2 separate regions of the Mus musculus genome follow, and region 1 is linked to region 2. The links are chromatin contacts, called in public HiChIP or PLAC-seq maps. All regions are on one chromosome and are shown on one strand. Each heading gives the region's core, a stretch centred on a gene start, on an enhancer-like site or on the middle of the called end of the contact. The rest is flanking DNA. Distances are from core to core; before and after follow the strand shown.

The links. HiChIP or PLAC-seq counts read pairs in DNA pulled down with a chosen protein or histone mark.
Region 1: an H3K4me3 HiChIP or PLAC-seq map of embryonic stem cells shows a contact between it and region 2, with 4 times the contacts expected there. The contact joins the enhancer-like site here to the promoter of Zfp993 in region 2. A contact is called at or near these places in 3 of 39 promoter capture datasets (cranial neural crest, maxillary cranial neural crest and second pharyngeal arch cranial neural crest), 1 of 484 Hi-C or Micro-C datasets (bone marrow-derived macrophages), 5 of 115 datasets of contacts at active chromatin or transcription factors (bone marrow-derived dendritic cells, embryonic stem cells and stem cell-derived neural progenitor cells) and 1 of 9 other capture datasets (adipose tissue).

What each region holds. Positions count from the first base shown.
Region 1 is chr4:147,534,792-147,538,193 of GRCm38.p6, reverse strand. No RefSeq gene overlaps it. Among named protein-coding and RNA genes, the nearest start is that of Zfp985, 17 kb to the left of the region's middle. Within about 2 kb of position 1,818, at least 7 of the 459 cell types and tissues checked have an H3K27ac peak or open chromatin away from gene starts, as enhancers often do. A contact at or near this core is called in embryonic stem cells, where this site is marked.
Region 2 is chr4:146,511,030-146,514,354 of GRCm38.p6, reverse strand. It overlaps Zfp993 (zinc finger protein 845), which reads right to left and starts at 1,506. Exons shown (of 7, transcript XM_030253976.1): 1 at 1,478-1,506. It overlaps Zfp981 (zinc finger protein 981), which reads right to left. Exons shown (of 5, transcript NM_001243138.1): 2 at 1,478-1,570. It also overlaps the pseudogene Vmn2r-ps16.

The DNA of each region.
Region 1 (3,402 bases), core at 569-3,068, 1.0 Mb before region 2:
GGGGGTTTTCCTGGGTAGGAAAGCCCAATGTTTATAGACAGGGTTTAATCTCTGATCATCAAAGCTGAGGAAGTTTAGGTGAAACAAAGCCTCTACCTGAGTAAGTTAAGTTTGGACTCAGGGAAAGGAGGGCCTGAGTAGACAGCAGTCCTTACAATTGTGGGTGATCCCCTTTTTAAGCCTCGGGTCATGTCTTGTGGGCCTAAAGAGGTAGCTGGAAGGCAGGAGATTCTTGGAGCCCAACCAGAGGAGGCTGCAAATGTGAGGGAGGATTTTTATATGTGGGAGAGGTAGGGCAGTAGTATCCCTGGCACAAAGTTCATGCCATGTGTCCTGTGGAGGTGGGAGGTTTGCAGCTAACACCAAGCTTTCAGATGCCTGCAATAGACTCCTCCTCCTCACCATGACGTGAGTTTGCCAAGGCTAAGATAGCTGGAGAAGAGGCAGTTACAGACACATATACACTTCCCTATTCCTAACAATATTTTTTGTGAGTAGCAATAACTTCCTCTATGGAAAAACTTTTAAATTAGTTATAACGTCAATAAGAATCATAACAAAAGTGGTGGTGGGGAACTATACCAGAATGCCACTCCCACTCAAGTAAAAACTCTGTGGCAGGCCCAAAGGCTTGGCCTCAGTCCTGAGGCATAAATTTTCAAGGAACTTGTCTCCCGGAATGATTCTGGTGTCCCATAAACAAATATGTCTCAGATTCATCCTTGCTATACTTGGTGAATGGTTCTGTGTGCTTTCTTTCAGTATTATTTTATTATAGGTGCCTCCAAGGAATGATTTGTCAAATACCTAAATTAGGTTGAACTTTCCTTCCTGGCCTTCACCAATGTCCTAGGCAGTCCTTGAGCCAACCCTGGGCTTAGAATTTAGTAACTATGACCTATTCAGATGAATTGACTCCAGTTTTGAAGGAGATATATTGAAAGAAATAAGGCATTACTATCTACTACATAGAGTTAGAAAATTCAGGGCAAGCTTAAGAAAGTAAGTTTAGAATTCTTATTATAGTTATGTATGGCAGACTACATTACTTAATAGAAGAAAGTTCCCCACAAAATCACTTAGAATAACAGCCAATTCACTACCATATACAGGAATTTACAATGGTTTAGGAAGAAGATCCTACTGTGGTTGAAGGAGGAACTAGAGTATTGCATTATTCATGAGAACATTAGCTAGAGCAGAATTCCCTAGCACATACTTTCACTAGCCCAGAGGAATAGCATAGCTAGGTATTTACTAAGAGCTGTGTGGTGGTAGGATAAACAATAAATCAGAATTAGAACTATGGCTTGTACATGAAAGCCCTTGCCACAGGAGCATAATGACCTCATACATGGCTTCTAAGAATACAGCTGACCTGAGATAGAGCTGACTTTGTCTCAGTTCTTACATTGACTAGTTCCTGACAGTCTTTATGTATGCATTCTTCTGTTTTGTGTAAAGAGTCATTAAGAATCGGGTAACCTCAGCGTACCTTGAGTGATGCGTCACCTCACTTCCTTATTTTCTTCTGTATTATAAGGATGATGCTCACTTTGAGAACTTACATTCAGATCAACACTCCCTTGTGTTCTTGTCTGATTGACACTCGACACCGACTCCTTGCCCACCTGAATACTGAAACCCTGATCTCCTGAATGTTGAGGGACCACCTGAGTTCAGTCTGTGTCACCCGAATTCGCCATGAATTTCCTGGCTTGAAAGAAAACCCTCATCCATGTATCAGGCTCTCAAACGTTCTCAGAGCAATGCATGGGGATAGAACTCCTGCCTCAGTCCAGAGGGTTTCCAGAACAGAGAAACTGACATTCATGCCACTGATGAAAAGGAACCACCTAAGAGATTTTATTTGGGGTTCCCTTAAGTGGGAAGGAAGTCTACCAATGGCCAGATGAGACACAGGGGTAAATTAATAAGAAAGGGGAGAATTGTGGAAGGAGGAAAGTGTATGTTGGACTCAGTTGTCTTGTGCTTAGTGGGAGACTTCCATGGCTTCCATGGTAGTGAGGCCATGGCTCTGGGCCCACATGGTTTGCACAATGGAGGAATGTCATGGGTGTGTGTGAAGGGTAGTCCTTGTTGTGGATTGCCCTGGTGCTGTTTGTATTTTGATGCTAATTCTGCTTCCTCAAATGGAGCTGCCCCAAGGAGGAGTGGATCACATTCTCTGGTGATTTAATGTGAAACTTCTCCCCATTTAAATTGGTCAAATTGGTCAAATAAAGACTGAAGCCTGTGATTGGGCAGTGGAAGGAAAACGTGGGGCTGGAGGTTTTAGAAAGGGAGAAGAGGGGAAGGAGGAGAGGCAGACAAGGAAACAAAGAAGATAGTGGAAGATGGAAGAAAAGGAGGTGGAAGGAAGATGGAGCAAAACCACGTGGCCTGGTGAAGCCACAAGTAGCAAGGGATCTACACTTCTAGACAGTATTTATCCAAAGATGGCCTGCATCTTAGTTATCTTAATTTCAACTCATTTCCCTCGAGGAATTCCCATGCAGAGGGAAGATAAATTAGAATGAATATTTGCCGGGCAGTGGTAGCAAATGACTTTGATCCTAGCACTTGGGATGCAGAAGCAGGCAGACTTCTGAGTTCAAGGCCAGCCCGATCTACATAGTGAGTTCCAGGAAAGCTAGCACTATACAGGGAAACAGGCTCAAAAACAAACAAACAAATAAATATATGAATTTAAAAAAATAAAAGAATGGATATTTTTAGCACATAAACAGCGTAAGAAAACCCTACATGGAGAAGGTCTTTGAATTTATACTAAAAGGAAAAAAAAATGAGACTTTGACAATTAGTTGGAACGGACCCAACTAAAATCGTGGTACCTTTTAATAATGCAGAGATTGCCTCCTTATGGCCACAAGGTGAATCTTGGTAAAGAACATGCAGTAACTTCTTGGAGAGATTAAAAACAGATACTATAAAAGTATGATTTCATTTCATAAAAAGAACTACTTGGATTCTCCCTCATAAAATAAAGGAAATTCCATTATCTGGAGCCCCTACATTTTACGCTGAGGCCAATAAATCAGGAAAGGCAGGACATAAATCAGAAGATGTAGGGTACTGAATATTCTTATAAATCTGATCAAATATCTGAATTATGTGCAATACTCATGGTGTTGTCAGATTCTGAAGAGTCTCTTAATATAGTAACTGACTCTCAATATGCAGAAAGGGTTGCTTTTCCAATACAGACTGTTGATCTTATTCAGGATGAATCTGAATTGACTTCACTATTTCTTCAGCTAGCACAATTGATAAGAAATAGGAGTCATTCACTATATATAACACACATAAGATCGCATACAGGTTTGCCAGGCCCTCTGTCACAAGGTGATAATGAAATTGACCAGCTATTGATAGAAAGAA
Region 2 (3,325 bases), core at 257-2,756:
GGTTCTGAGAGTTTTACAGAGTCAGACTGAAGAGAGAACATGCTAGGAACAGGTAAAGACAGAATGAGCAGGAGAAAGAGAAGGAGCCAGAAGATGAGAAAAGATTTCTACAGTTAATTTAAGGCCAAGTGGAACAATTCAGTGTCTGAAAGAAGAACTCAGCTCGGAGAGGAGTTTGAGCTGGAAAAACCGAGTTGAACGAGCTAGTTAAGCATTGAGAAGGAATAAGAAAGGGGGAGCTTGCCAGGCTTGGTGGCACACGCCTTTAATCCCAGCACTTGGGAGGCAGAGGCAGATGGATTTCTGAGTTCGAGGCCAGCCTGGTCTACAGAGTGAGTTCCAGGACAGCCAGGGATACACTGAGAAACCCTGTCCCGAAAAACCAAAAAAAAAAAAAAAAAAAAAAAAAAAAAAGAAAGAAAAAAAGAAAGAAAGGGGGGGGGAGCTTATTCAGCAGCAAATTTCAGAGGCTGAAAACACACTAGGCCTAGATAATACTGTATGGAGACTAGAAGCTTACATGACTAGGCCTAGGTTAATAGATGTAGGCAGGAATCCTCCCAAATTACAGTGACAGTAGGAGAATGAAACTTACTTATACAGCCCTGTGGTAAAAAGTAGACACTGCTCAGTATGAAAGCTCTCAAGAATAGAAGAGAAGAAACATACCTCAGAAATAAGGCAAACAGACTCAAAACTAAAGCAACCAGTACAGAGAAGGTCAACAATAATTATTCCACTCTAATGGGGATTAATGCAACACAGAATATCAATAAGAACACAGGTCAAGGACAGGAAAACATTTAGAGTGGATAGAATAGGTGATTCAGAAAGCAAGTAGATCTTCTGGAGAAAACCACCTCATATCAGACACTGTCAACAGACATCTTAGACATCCTGGTGGTAACTTCCATAGTAACAAAAACTGCTAGGCAAATTGGGGCAGGAAGCAGAGTTATCAATGTATATACTCAGGTTTGCAACCTACTTGCTGCAATGTGAATCTGTCAGACAAGGCATGGAAATTTTTATGATACTGGCAAGACTGACTATCTGTGGGTAACAGGTTTTCTGTTTCAAGCTCCACAGGAAAAAAAAATCCATAGATTACAGTGAAAATCTGCCTAAAAATCCGGTAAGGAAGGTCACAGGCCCTAGGAGGGAATCTACTGATGATATTTGCTTTATGTATAAATTGCCCTTGTCAAACCCATAGACTGATGCTGCTTTCAATCTGGGTAAAAGAAACTTTGATTTCAATGGGCAGCAGCAATTTCCTAGGATCAAAATTAATTAAATATTGACATCAAGTGACAGCTGACAGCACTGCCTTCCATGGTAAATCCATATCATCACATCTAATATTATTCTTTTCCAGAATCATTAAGGAAATAGAATCTGGCAAAATCAAATTCATGTCCTCTTTGTACTGGCAGGTGAGCCCCACTCTACCCCTTGTTCAATACCTCTAACATACCTGGATCCTTTGTGAGAGTCTCCTTGACCTTAACTATCCAGTGCTCTTAGTGTTGATTTACAGTTATGGAGATTTGACTGAGCATATGGAGACCTGAAAGTGAGAAAATATAGTTTAGAATGAACATGGAACTGTTCATGGAACAAAAATGAAAGACGTCAATGCCCGAGAAAAGGATCAATATGAAGGAAAGAGAAGATATCACGAGAATACCTATTTTTCTCCGAGTATTCCAGTTTACCCTAAAGATGTGAGAGTCAGCCACACAGTTAATACACATACAGAGTCTTTTTCCAAGCAACACAGAAGAGGAGGAGGGAAGACTGGAAGAAAATTATTCTGACCCAGAATCCAGACAGTAATCCAGTAAGTAAGTGATCAAGATTATTCAAAAGATGTTGTCTAATTTTGTCTTAATCCATAGTAAAAGCCTGTCGGTAGCACACCTTTAATCCCAGCACTTGGGAGGCAGAGGCAGGCAGATTTCTGAGTTCGAGGCCAGCCTGGCCTACAAAGTGAGTTCCAGGACAGCCAGGGCTACACAGAAAAACCCTGTCTCGAAAAAACCAAAAACCAAAAAAAAAAAAAAAAAAAGAAAAAAAGAAAAAAAAGAAAAAAAAAATCCATAGTAAATTTTCCACTTATTAAAATATCTACTCCTGAAATCATCACCTGCTGGGCTGAACCTTGGAAAAATTCAAAGAAATTCAGGAAGAATGGCTACCTGGGGTACCTGTTAACATATCAATTAAGTCATAGTTGGATAGGTGCTTTCTTGGCTGCTGGTTATCTCTTGGCCTGCCCCTCTATCCTCCAACACACCCTCAATTCCCCTCCCCCCACCTGATAGCCTGGTGCAGTTTGGAACCAGCCAGTATCTCTGAATGCTTTCTCCCTCAGACTGAAAAGCCAAATATTAACCTCACCACCAGCACAAGAACCAGGTATCTTATTGAAGTGCTGCAGGTTGCATGTCTTAGAAAACTAATAAAGCCTCATAGGAAACTACAGTTGCCTATAAAACTGCCTGTAGCATTGAAAGACCCCCGAGGTGGGTGGTCAATCAATCTGAGGAGACCCTCCCAAGGATCAGCGAGACCACGATTCGGATGTAATCAGCAAGAGGCTTTATTGGGAACACGGGTACCCGGGCGACTCAGTCTATCGGAGGACTGGCGCGCCGAGTGTGGGGTTTTTACCCTTTTTATAGGGCTGGGGCTGGGGAGCAAAAAGCGTGGGTACAGAAGCGAGAAGCGAGCTGAGTGGTTAGTTTAAATCAAGGCTTGGGGTATTTCCTGGTCATTTGGGGAACCTGAAACTGAGGTGGGACTTTTTCAGAAACTGTTGCTGGTTCCGCTTTATCTGGGTACCATCTGTTCTTGGCCCTGAGCCGGGGCCCAGGTGGGTACCATCGGTTCTTGGCCCTGAGCCGGGGCCCAGGCGCTTGACCACCGATATACCCTTTTTGGCCCTTGTCCTAGTATTATTCAGCCTTGATTTTTAACTGTTAATCTTTAACTGAACTTCCTTGTAACTTTTGAGAACTCAGCTCTGGTACTTTTTCATGCCTTGCAAAATGGCGTTACTGCAGCTAGCTTGCTAAGCCTTATGGTGGGGTCTTTCATTCCCCCCTCTTTCTGGAAACTGAATAAAATCTTTTATTCACGTGATTCCACTGCTTCTGGATCTATTGATTTGAGTTGGTGATACTGTTGGGTCAGAACCAGGGCCTGCACCACCGAAATTCTGTCTTTTACAAACTGGACCAAGCGGTTGAGAATACAGGGTCCGAAGAGTAGGATTAATAAAAGTACTATCAGAGGGCCCATAATGGTGGATATCAGGGTC